Regions from separate parts of the Gossypium hirsutum genome. Here all the other regions are linked to region 2. The links are chromatin contacts, called in public Hi-C maps. All regions are on one chromosome and are shown on one strand. Each heading gives the region's core, a stretch centred on a gene start, on an enhancer-like site or on the middle of the called end of the contact. The rest is flanking DNA. Distances are from core to core; before and after follow the strand shown. Region 1 holds the start of LOC107893965. Region 2 holds the start of LOC107893963 (UDP-galactose/UDP-glucose transporter 3). Region 3 holds the start of LOC107893968 (sucrose transport protein SUC3).

Region 1 (4,405 bases), core at 1-2,500, 140 kb before region 2:
AAATGCATTTAGTAGTTATGTGAAATTGATGATTGTGGCATATTGATTTGGCATGTTTTGGCTGCCTATATATGTGTTGAATTGGTACCAATTTGGTTACTTTGTGTGCATGAGAAAAGGGTGGAAATTTGGCTTTACAAATGGCCTATTTTTGTCCACACGGGCAGAGACACGGGCTTGTGTCTCAGCCATGTGCGACATGCGGTTAAGTTACACGATCGTGTGTCTCCTGGGATACCCTTCGAGTTAAAGTCAGTATACCTTACAGGTTTGACTCGGTCTAGACACACGAGCGTGTCTACTGGCTGTGTGTGACACACGGGCTGGCACATGGGCGTGTGGCTGGTTGTGTGACACAAGTCAGTAACCCCTTCAGTTTTTCCATGGTCATGGCACACAGGCGTGTCCTCGACCGTGTGCTACAGGTCAGTATGTATGCCTTGTTTTCACACAGCCTATGACAGGGTGTTTCTGGTGACCGTGTGAGACACACGGCCTATTCACACAGGTGTGCGACCCTTTAATGTTTGAAAATTTTAAAAGTTTCTCAAAGTTTACTAATGTTATCGGTTTAGTCCCAAACTACTTCTAGGCATGTTTTAAGGCCTCGTAAGACCTTATAAGGGACAATGTGTATGAGTTGAACAGATATTGATTATAAATGCATAATTGTATGTGAACGATGTGTATTATTCGGTAATGCCTCGTAACCCTATTCTGGCAATGGATACGGGTTAGGGGTGTTACAGATGCAATAAGGGTAATGTAGGACAGGGAATTGGTGGACGTTCAACAAAGAAAATAAGATTTCTTCAAAGATGAAATGGTGCTCGAAAAAGTCAACAAAAAAAAATTTGCCATGTATCGATCACTCAAGGGATTAATGTGTCACGTCAATAATTTGTAGAAGATGATGAAAAATTTAATAATAGTAATTAGTTTGGAAAATTTTTTATTCAGTGGGACTAAATTGAGAAAAAAATTAATTAACTAAAATAGGAAAATCTCTATTTTAGATTGACCATGGGTATAGTTTACCCTTACAATTTTCTAATATATTAGATTGAATTTCAATTATTCTGTCCATAATATATGCATTTCATTCTTATCATTTACATAATAAATGAAGTTTAGATTTAAAATTTTCGACTCATGTTTCGAAATGGAGCATTAAGGAATTTGACATATTTCATCTGATCAGAATTGAAGTTTTAAAATTTGAAAACAATATAAAAATTAAAATTGACCCAAATTAAAAACTAATAAATAATTTATGCATAATGCAGGGACTAATAGCAGAATTTGACCAGAACTAAATAGTGAGTTTTTAGCGTGTGACGTGGCAAATACACGACCAGCAACGGCTCAACTTAACTGCCTCTCCCCATCTGCCTCTTCTCAAACGGATAATCCTTCATGGCCTCTACTTCTCTTCTTTCACCGGCCGCCATAGCCACCGCCGCGGGCGCCACTTCTATCACCCACCTTTCCCTCCATCCCTCCTCCAAATTTCCTGTACGTAACTTCCTCTTCAAATCCATTTCTGGAAACAACAGACCGTCCTCCAGGCTCCACGTGTCCTCCCCAACTGACCAACCCGCCGCAACCACCACTCCCGCCCAACCCTCCTCCAAAAGCCCCAAAGAAGAAACCATCTTCTTCGACGGCGGAGCCCACTACGGGGACCTCTTAGCCAATCTGCTTCTGGGTTTCACTCTTCTATGGCTGCCGTTGACTCTAGCCGCCGTTTCGAGGGGGTTTTTCCTCAGGTACAGGTTCACCAACCTGCGGGTGACGGTTATTTCGGGACTGACGGGTCAGGATAGGAGCGATTTCTCTTACAAGGTGATTAAGGACGTGCAGGTGGTGCCGCGTTTCATAGGTGAATGGGGTGACGTTATCATAACCTTGAAAGATGGAACTAAGGTTGATCTTAGGAGCGTCCCTAGGTTTAGAGAGATTGCAAAGTACTGTCTCGCCATGGCCGAGAAACCTGTTGTTTTGAAAGAAACTGGACCTAAGGGGTTTTAGGTTAAAGCTGGAAAGGTATGTAAATTCTGGGTTTTGCTTTGATATTTTTTTTATACAACTTTGGTGTCACATTGTTATAGTTTAATTGAGAAGATAATGTATCTCTTTAAATTTTCATTTGATTAACTATATGTGTACAATTCTAGGCTCCTTTGATTATGCATTTTAGTACTAAAGATGATGCATTTTAATTTTACTGCACCTATTGGGGTCCTTTGATTACACTTCAGAGCACATGGGTTGAGGCTCTCTATTTCAGATGATGCATTTTGATTTTACTGGTGCGAGGTTAACTAGTAGGAGTAGTAGCCTAATGGATTTCTCTAAATTATCGATTTTCCAACTAGACTTGTTAATTGAGCAAATTAGATTAGTTTTGCATCGAATCAATTTAGATATATTAATTAGAATTTTATATCTTTTGGGTATTTCGGGCTTAAGCCATTATAAGTTCAAATTGTTTTGAATTTGTATCTTTCGGGTTCAAGAATCATGTTTTCCTTGGATAATTCTGATTCTACTAGTTTAGAGCACTTCTGGTTTAGGTTGTTTCAGTTTTGTATCATTCCGGGTTTGAGGCTTATATTCGGTTTTGATCATTTCAAGTTAGGTTCAAATCAGTTTGGATTCAAGTCAATTTGAGTTCCTGTTGGAACGAGTTGAGGTCCAAATCGAGTTAATCAAGTTGTGTTGTATATCAAACAATGAACATCCGAACTTCACCATCTGAACTTCCTCTAAACCTTACCTGATATAGGTTCTTTTTTGTTGTTCATTTTCAACTCCCAGAGCGGGAGAGATCAGTACAAAACAGACCCAAGAGAACGTCCACGTCGTAAGCCGACATGGAACAGCCTTACCCACAAGCGAACCAAAAAAACAAAAAACGGCTTTAAGAAAACAAGTACAAGGTAGGGAGAAACCATGGTTACCGATCTACAAGTCCGAACATTTTGATCGATAAACCCAGCCCTCCCCAACGAGATAGATTAGCGACGCAGACAAATGAAATCCCCGAACCATGTCTCTATCAACAAATCAAAAGCCTGACACAGTAGAAAAAGTTTAATACTAATGCAATATACATTGTACACAAGGCGAAGATCAACGTCATAAGCAATGGCACCGTTCCACCTCAGCACATATCTAAGTCGGGGTCAACTAGTCTTCTCTCTTTCGTTCAGAACTCAGAAGCTGCCTCCCCAAGGGAGATCGTCACAAGAGACTTTAAGCTAATTAAAGACCTCATCAAGGAAGAAGAAACAATTATAGAGCCAAGACATAAAATCCAGACCCCTGCTCTGATCTCTAAAATAAAAAAGAAAACTCGATCGAGGAATTCACTCAAGTCGACTAATCCAACTGGCTAAGGCAACGTCGAAACAGAGGCCGGCGGATTTAAGGAGAATAAACAGTTACTAGCTTTTGAATTAATGCTCATATATGACATCTTGATGCAATATGTTGCCATGGTGCATAGTAACAAGTTACATAATCTATCCATCCATAAGTAATGGATTGTTCCTTTACAACAACATTGATCATTCAATGACCAATATGCATCTTGGATCAACTTTGTAAATGTGGTAAGCGCTTTTCCCCTGTGAAAAACTCGTATTTGGTGTTGTGTAGAATGAATAAGAAAACAGCAAGATAGCTAGCAAATAGCAATATCGTCATGATGGTGATAACAGAAAACTAACAAGGTTGGTCTTTCCATTCCCGACACATCATCCCCTCCAAAACTATGTTATAAATTGGCGTAGCCAGCATTTGTTTCTTCTTTTCAGCTCTTTTGGTCTTATAACCCACCATCTAGCCATCCATTCATTCAAATTTAAAATTCAATTTCTCTAACCTAAATTCAAACTAATCTGCATTCAATATGTACCATTCCAGCCTTCAATTACTACTAAATAATTTAGGTTCACATTCATATTTCAAACCTAACTTTTATTTTTTAAAATCTTAAACATTTTAAGAATTACTTTTCAACTTCAAATATAATTAAGTTATTGAACTTAAATAATAATTTTAAATAATACATTTTTTTAACATTAAATCTTATATTTATAATGTATATAAAATTTATAATTTATTACAAAATTAAAATTAAACTATAAATGTGTGTGTATATATATGAAAATAAAAACATTTATAAACCTAAAATCATACACTAAAACACACTAATAATGTACAAGAATCAAGACAAAGATGAAATACTCACTAGTACGGTATTGCTACTTTGATCCAAGCCTAAAATGACTATCAAATAACTCAAAATGATTCAAACCTATAATGATTCATCAAAAAAAAAATAGAAGCCTTAAATTCAATTAACACAAATCTCAAACACAAAATGACCCATATTTGA
Region 2 (4,401 bases), core at 1,701-4,200:
GTATACCGTAGGGACGGTTAAAAAATACAATAGGGAAAAGATGAGAGTTCGTAAAGTTCAAAACTGTCAAAAGAGGGCATCCTTTAGGTCTTTTTCTTTTTCGGCAGCCTCTGCAGCTTCCTCCATTTGAGGTAGATTTGGTATGACAACCCAGAGAAGACCATTAGTACACAACCCCATTGCTTTGGGGACAGTGGATTGCCACTCAGCAGAGAAGACACCACGATACTGACAAATTTGCGTGTGGTGGTAACGGTTGTGTTTGCCAAGGAGCCAAATCGACTTATGGTAAGAAAGATGAAATTTTGGCCAACAGCACCGCAGAGGCAATAGAGGAGAATATCCCAAGCAGCTTCTGGATGCTGCTTGCAAAACTGGACTGCCTCGAAACCACTACCATGCGGCCAGCCAAACATGTAAATCATGTTGTATATGGTGCCCCATAGATTCATTCCCAACATGATTTCCCAAGCACTTGTCTTTGGATACCTAGGCAAAGGAAACCAAAAAGATTTGAGCGATATAAACTTGAATTAACAAGAGAAAATCAGTTCTAATTAGAATAAAAAAAAGGCTGGCAAGATATCAATAATTGCAGGATTTTTAGGGGCCACAGCAAGAAATGGAGGAACCGAGGTTTGTTGTGTCAGCAAGCTGATCTGTTTAGTTCTCATGAATCTTGATTGCCAAAAATTCATTCTTGAAGATTTACAAAGCAGAGTATATATTGAAGTCAGCCAGTTGCTTCAAAACTCAATCCCTCTATTACAATTATTTTCAAAATACTAGGATTATTGTCCAAAAAGCAATGTCCATGTTAAGATGATGATGATGATCATAATAATAAATGCTTTAAGAGAAGAACACGGCACCAAAGATAAAAAGTATGAAAATGTTTCCACAAACATACCTTGCAGTTATTGAATCCTGCGTAGCGTTTGTAAAGCCATCAAATGCAAGGTTCAAAAAACAGAGCCCATATCCAAGGGGTGCATTGGGGTGTGCCAACTTGCTAATTGTTTTAGAGCTAGTCTGGAATAAAGATCAAAGCAGACACAAGAGCAATATATGACTCAGAACAGGAGTTTCATAGGGGAAGCTTAATGATATTTACTCCTCCAATATGCCTAGAAAATAAGCAAGATAGCAATTATAAATCACAAAATAAAAGTAGCAATGTTTTTTACAGTCATAACTTTTAACATTTTCCCACCTTCATAAGTGCAAAAGCAGATACTCCTCCAGCCACAAGGAAAGTACAGACATACTCGGGGAAAGTGTATCGAATACCATAAACTAGAGTGCCCATCAGCATGACTGCATAAACATATAATACATTATTAGCTAATTACTGAAACAAGATGAGAAAAGGAGTTTACATTATACCAGAAATGTACCGATCAATGAAAACACGTGAGAAAAAGGAATTGCAAAAAATAAGTTATATCTTACCAGGAATCATTTTTGAGGACTTGGCCAACACCTGCAAGAGAGACAAGCAACATTAAGCGTTAAACTTAATACCAAAGACTCCAACTACACATGTTCACCTACAAAAGCAGCCAAACTAGGAATTTAAACAATCTGTCAATTCAGGTAATACCTTAATGGGCAATAACTAGAGGGAACTTAAACAGATGAGGCAAAAAGAGAAGACATATAAAAGTATGGAGAATCAAAGACATGCCTGAGCCGGGTAGCTGATGTACTTCAATGCTTCTATACCCATGGCCGGACCAATTGTATTTGTGATTCCAGCACTCCAATAAGTCCACAAGGGAGCACCACCATTGCTTCTACTGGACCAAAGCTTTATCACTGGATGAAAGACACAAAAACAAACATATTATTATTTTCCATAATTCTCACCAGTCAATGGTACATATATAGCCAAATTTATAAAAACATTATGATAGTGCAAATGGAGAAGCTTACTTATGTAAGACCAAACTAAGCAGACCACATTTTGCGCCAAGTTAAGAAATGCAAGATGCTCAAACCTCTTCCCGTCGGAACCAAATCGCTTGGTGGACCTAAACTCAACAAAGTATAAAAAGAAAATGTAATTAGAAAACCATAAACGACTACAATTTACTCGTTGAAAAGCTACATCTTTCTCCCAAGACGGGTCACCCATCTATCCATTTTAGCAATTTGAAATTTATCAATGCAAAACAATTTATCAACGTGAAATTTTGAAAATGCCAGCGCAAAATCAGTAAAAATTAATACACACACACACGATACTATTTAAATGAACAGTTGCTATCTACAAAAAGAAGTTCCAAGTAAAAAGAAGAAATGGAAGAATCACGACAATTTATTCAAATTCAAAGAAATAACAGTCATATCAATAACGAACCGTAACATGTTAACCTAGATCCAAAATTTTTATTCTTCGCATCTAAACCTACCTCTGAATTAACTAAGATTACGAATAATTCGTTGCAAATTAAAAAAAAAATACATTCAAAAAGGATTTCCAACAACAGATCAAGCAAAGCAATAACTAATCGAAAAAGGTTCAGAAGAAATCAAACATAACAAAATAAAATAAAAACAAAAATAATACATACAGAGTTTCCTGAAGAAAGCCTTGGTAAATATAGGCAGACCAAATCCCGGCAACGCAAAATGCCAACACCAAAACTCGCCGGAGTCCGGCGCCGTGTGCCTCCATTACGACGCCGCTCGATAACTGTTTTCTCACTTTGATTCAATTGCGAAGATTATATGGTAAACCCAAAAGGGAAAAAGAACGGAGATCGAAGATCACGAAAGAGGGAAAAAGAGATCTTTTGTGAAAAAAAGCAAAAATGAAAAACATAAAATAAGAAGGGAGCGCCAAGTTACGTGGGTTACCCACGTGTCTTTATTTTATTGGATTGATGACTTCATGACTTTCTTTTGATTGGTTATTGAAACGCGGCCTTGTGCTGTTTCTCCAATCCCTCCGTCAAGCTTCATGTTCAACCCCACCGTAACGTCCAAAAAGTTTTCTATAGGTCTAATTTTAAATTTCATCCCTTTGATTTATGAATTTTAACAAAATTAATCATTTATTTTAATTTTTCACAATTTAGTCTTCATACAAGCTGTGCAAATGAGATATTAGTACTCAAAAGCCATTCAATTTCAACTAAAAATAACTCAACTTTAGTTAATTAATCTTAGCTCAGTTGGCATCGGCATTATTGTCAACGCAAGAGAATGTGGGTTCGTGCGTGCTGAAGCACATTATCTTCTTATTTAGGGTTGAAGAGGGACTATAGATAGTTCTAGGCATTGTATCAAAAAATAAAAACTAGTAATCATAATGTTATACTCATATGAAAAGTAAATAAAAAAAAAACCTCAAATTCAATTTGATAATAACCAAGTCGAGCCCGAGCAACTCAAGCTATTATTCAAATAGATTTGAGAATCATGATACTCAATCCAAACGACTTACAAATCTAACCAAGCTTTTCATTGTAATATATTTTTATATTATGAAATTATGTAATTGTCCTTATCATATAGAAAGAGTTTAAGTATAGGTGAGTTTAATCGTGCTTGAATATGAAAATTGATAAAAGGAACTTAATTGAACTTGAGCTCAAGTAGATCAATAATGTCTTAAGTTGAGCCCAAACTTAAAATTTAATGTTTAATTGAGCTTGAGCCAAATATCAAGTCCTGAATTTCGGTTTTGACTCGGCCAAGTTACTCCCATACTTCATACTTTATTAAAACTATGGAGTTAATATAATTATTGAAATAGTAATTTTTGGTCATTTTTGCATATAAATTACTCAACTATTGAATTTCACTATTTTCTTTCGTATATAAATAGTTGAAAGGTTGATTTTTAAGTTTGAGATTTAACAATACTAACCTTTTAGTTTTCTAAAGTACAGAAACCAAATTATTACAAATAGAAATAGGTGGACTAATTTCTCAATTCTTGTAAAGTAGTGGGAGAAATTTCGAAATTAGAACTATTTAAAAGCTCTCTTTGACTTTGAAGGGAAGCCAATAAATGAAATGGTTGGACCTAAATGGGCCGCAACAGGGATTGGTCTAATTCTTTTGGAAGCCCGGTTTAGTTTTTATGCAATCATTTTGATCCATTGCATGAAAAGTAATATGTTAGGTGCAGGGACAGAAATTTAAAATATTCTAATGCGTTTTCTAAATTAGTTTTTATTTTTTTAGTAATTATGCATAAAATATTTTATTATTTTTCAAGTTAAAATTTACAAGCTTACAATAGGATAAGTTTAACATTTCTATTGCTAATTGCTTTTATAAAGTTTGGGAAATGTTATGAAAAAATGTATTTTTGTTAATTGTAAGTGTTTGGTATTATTATAAAAATTGTAATATAAATTTAGACTTAGAAATTAACAATAAATTAAT
Region 3 (4,271 bases), core at 515-3,014, 250 kb before region 2:
GTCTTAGGTTTCATTCCCCTTAGGTATTTAGGGGTTTTAGTTCATACTAATGAAAGAACACATCTCAAAAGAATAAAAATAACAAAACATAAGAAAACCCAAAACTCCTGAGGGAATTTGAAGGGAGATCTTCAGCCTTGATGGTGAATTCGGCTTCTGAGATGGATCGATTGGCTTTCCTTGAGCAATTCCTTTCTTCCTCCCCTCCGTCCCCTCATCTAAGTGCCTCCTCAGGTGTTTAAATAGGCTTTGGAATGCCTAAGAGCCCTTAAAATTGGCCTTTTCCGAATTGGACTAAACTTGGGCTCGGCAGGGACACGCCCGTGTGCGATTGCTTAAGGCCGTGGTCAAGGCTGTTAAATGGGCACGGGCGTGTGATCTACTCGTGTCAATCATGCTTTGACCTTGCCAAAGGGACACGGCCATGTGGTCCGCCCGTGTGAGGAAGTCTAGGCCGTGTTGATTTCGTACGTTGGCCCATTTTCTCTGTTTTTGGCCTGTTTCTCGGTCCTTTCACTCTCCTATGCTCACCTAAGTATAAAACATGAAATTAAGGCATTAGGAGCATCGAATTCACCAATTTTAAGAAAAAATCATCCATAAAATGTGCTAAGCATGGGATAGAAATATGTATGAATTACGGTTTATCACATTCCGTCGTCGTTTCTTATCTTTGGTGTCAACTTTTGAAATTTGATCTCTAAGGCTTGTCATCATTATTAGTAAAAAACTAGAAAGTGGACACCACACTTAAAAAGATCCATCTTATAAAAAATAGGTTAATTTCATAAGATGTTCTCAAAACATGATCTAAATTTAAATTAGTCTTTAAATTTTAAAGTGTTCTAATTAAATTCTTAAAGCATCAATATTGTATCAATCAGGTCCCCTTGTTAGTTTAATCAATAGCTTGAACATAGTTGTTGTATCAAAATTAGCATAGAATATACTTAAAACATGTGGATCAAATTGTAAACTTATATACCTACTAAATAAACATGTTTAAAATATAAATATTAAAAAAATTGTTGGTACTTTCTAATTTTTTCCCTTTTTAACACATTAAATAAAAAAAATGTTATGTGATAGATACAAACATATTTATAATTTGATTCATATATTTTAAATATGTTCCACGTCGATTTGAGTAAAAGAAAGGACTTGACTTATACAATGTTAATAATTTAATGATCCAATTAAAATGTTTTAGCCAACTGTATAAAGGAGTAATGGTTAAGATTGTTTCAAGGATAGGATTCAAATCTTGTTAATTTAATTCCTCTCTCTAATTTGTAAGGTAAAAATAAAATAAAATATTTTTGAATTTTAAAAATTAACTAATAAAAGTATTATAGAGATTCTTGTACTAGGAATTAAATTATATTTTACCCCACTACTAAAAAATAGGCAAATTAGTCCTTATACATTCGATCAAAGAGTAAATTGTTCTGATAAAAAATTTACCCATCTCTATTGTTAAAACTAGTCCTTGTATGTCAAAATGAGGTATACATGGCATGCCACATGTAATTAACTAGTTATTTTGTCAGGCATGCCAATTTTTAACAGTAGAAATGGATGAAATTATTAAAAAAATTACTTTTTAATCTAATGTACAAGAATTAATATACCCATTTTTAATAAAGAGGGACAAAATATAATTTGACTCCAAATACAAAGCTCTATATGCTACTTTTACCGAAATTAATTTGAATTCCTTCGTTGGAATTAACCCAAGAAATCACAAAACGCAACCGCATTAAGGAAGATGTGACGTACCAAAGAAGAGCCAGAAGCGCGAGGGAACGAGCGACCGTAGTCCTTTCTAATATTGCAAAATTCCTTCACACCCGCCCAAATTTGACCTTTTTAACTTTAATCTCCTTTTCTTCTCTTGCTCTAGCAATTTAGATCTAAATTTTAATATACAAAAAGAGAACAATTTTATTTTCATTTTTCAATTTTCAATTTTCAATTTTTTCTTTTTTCATGGTATATTCAAAAGTTTTAATGTGAAAGGTTTTAATTGAGTTAACTAGTGGAGGATAACCAGCGGCTGAGTCAAAGAGGCTATGGCAGGAACGAGTGACTCAGTTTCTGTCAAGGTTCCTTACAGGAACTTAAGGAAAGATTCGGAAGTTGAAATGATCGACGATCCATATCATCGTCGGATCGATCTAAATTCGTCTCCTGGCTCTCCTTCAACTTCTGCTTCGCCGCCTTCGGCTAGATTTCCCAACGGAAACTCTAACTTATCGTCGCCGATCCACGTTAGATCTAAGGATTGTAGCTTGATAACTCTCGCTCTTAGTTGTACGATCGCCGCCGGGGTTCAATTTGGTTGGGCTTTGCAACTTTCGCTTTTGACTCCTTACATTCAGGTCCTTTTTTTGTGTGTGTTTTCCCTTAATACTTTTTTTATTTTTAAGTAACGGAGAAAATTAGGTTATTTACTATGCATGTTGTTAATTTTGAACTCTGTGCAATGTGTTTGAATTAGATCAGTGTTATTATTAGATGGCATGTTGTGCTTTGCTTTTGTTAATTTTATGAAATAGAAATAAAAGAATATCAGCGCCAAGTACTCTTTTGTTGATATTTTTGAATCATCAATTAGAAAGTATACACTGCAATACTTTTTCTTTATTGTTTAGTCGGTAATTTGCCTAATTTTCATGGATTTTTAGAAAGAATTTTGGGTGCAATTACAATTTGGAAAAGAAAGATTATGGCGTGAGAGAAAAACTCTTTATATAATTTCTTTCTATTTCTTCTCATAATTTCTAGAAATACTTGTAATTTTTAACATATCATAGAAGGCCCTCGCAGTGTTTGAAAAGGAATAAAAAAAAAAAGGAGTAAAAGGCTAGAATGCTTTTGCTTTGTTGATTATTGTCGTTCTTCTGAGAAAAGAAGAAAAAGTATGGCCATTGTTCGAAGAACATGTTTTAATCATAAAGTAATTCTCAAAATATTTTGTGAAACTGGGTAACATTATCTTTGTATTTATTTATTTTTTATTAGCCTCAGCCTTGATTCCTTTTCAACTGCTCTGAGCTTCTTTTGAGCTTATGGTGCATTTCCCTTGTTGTTTGACCATTCATATTGGCTGATTCATGCAGACACTTGGAATAGAGCATGCTTTTTCTTCGTTCATTTGGCTTTGTGGTCCAATAACTGGTCTTGTGGTAGGTGATGGGAACCATATTACATATAAATTTATATTGATGCCCTGTTCATTATTATGGTGGTGCAATAATTGATGTAAATGACTACACTTAAAAGATTGCTGTCTTTATATGTGATCTATTGAGTTGTTTTTATTTTGATCTTAGGTTCAACCTTGTGTCGGTATTTGGAGTGATAAATGCACTTCAAAATATGGAAGGAGACGGCCTTTTATCCTTGCTGGATCATTCATGATCTCTCTTTCTGTAAGCATTGAAGTGTTACATAATTCATTCTTATATACTATGTTTCTGGGTTTTATATCTGCTAAACTAAATTTTGTAATTTAGGTGATAATAATCGGATTTTCTGCAGACATTGGATACATTTTAGGTGATACGAAGGAGCATTGCAGGTATCATTTTCTGCTTTGATTTCTTCTATTCTTTTCTGGCACCCCCTGTCTCCCAAAAGAAAAATAGAAAGATATTGACCAAATAATGTATGCAATGCAGTACATTTAAAGGTACACGAACGAGGGCGGCTTTTGTCTTTGTTATTGGATTCTGGATGTTGGATCTTGCTAACAATACAGTGCAGGTAAGCCATCCATGGTGATTTTTTCTTACTTTCAAGTTTTCTGTTGTATAAGTTTGTGAATGATAGAATTTTTATTTTCTTAGGGACCAGCTCGTGCCCTTCTGGCTGATCTATCAGGTGAACTTCTTTCTTAAGAAAATGGAAACAATTTAGTCTGTACATGGTAACATTGTGACGTTTAGTTTTGATGCCTCTAATTTACGAGGTTGTATAATTTTACACTTCTTTGATACTGTGCATGACAAGATGCTGGATGACAGGTCCTGATCAGCACAATTCTTCAAATGCCATATTTTGCTTATGGATGGCTGTTGGAAACATCTTGGGGTTTTCGGCTGGTGCTAGTGGGAGTTGGCATCGGTAAAAATGTTTCCACCTGTTTTTACTGTGATGAAACAAACAATTATGGAGACCCAAGTTTTCTGTTTCATCTTATACTGCATTTAAATTTTGATCTAATCCTTATAAATGATCTCAATACAGGTGGTTTCCTTTCTTGGAAA

Evidence for each region. Hi-C and Micro-C count contacts between places; a contact is called where the count stands out from the background.
Region 1: a Hi-C map of leaf shows a contact between it and region 2, with 4 times the contacts expected there. The contact joins the promoter of LOC107893965 here to the promoter of LOC107893963 in region 2. A contact is called at or near these places in 10 of 34 Hi-C or Micro-C datasets (callus, hypocotyl, leaf and 1 more).
Region 3: a contact with region 2 is called in a Hi-C map of leaf, with 2.6 times the contacts expected there. The contact joins the promoter of LOC107893968 here to the promoter of LOC107893963 in region 2. A contact is called at or near these places in 5 of 34 Hi-C or Micro-C datasets (callus and leaf).

The regions. Positions count from the first base shown.
Region 1 is chrA13:18,910,681-18,915,085 of Gossypium_hirsutum_v2.1, reverse strand. It overlaps LOC107893965, which reads left to right and starts at 1,250. Exons shown (of 1, transcript XM_016819127.2): 1 at 1,250-2,157. The coding sequence starts at 1,417. The coding sequence ends at 2,031.
Region 2 is chrA13:18,775,143-18,779,543 of Gossypium_hirsutum_v2.1, reverse strand. It overlaps LOC107893963 (UDP-galactose/UDP-glucose transporter 3), which reads right to left and starts at 2,950. Exons shown (of 7, transcript XM_016819126.2): 1 at 2,577-2,950; 2 at 1,936-2,033; 3 at 1,688-1,818; 4 at 1,453-1,483; 5 at 1,214-1,317; 6 at 911-1,032; 7 at 1-489. The coding sequence starts at 2,680. The coding sequence ends at 84.
Region 3 is chrA13:19,026,614-19,030,884 of Gossypium_hirsutum_v2.1, reverse strand. LOC107893968 (sucrose transport protein SUC3) reads left to right here and starts at 1,764. Exons shown (of 16, transcript XR_001683077.2): 1 at 1,764-2,381; 2 at 3,123-3,188; 3 at 3,336-3,434; 4 at 3,519-3,583; 5 at 3,684-3,768; 6 at 3,852-3,885; 7 at 4,029-4,128; 8 at 4,252-4,271.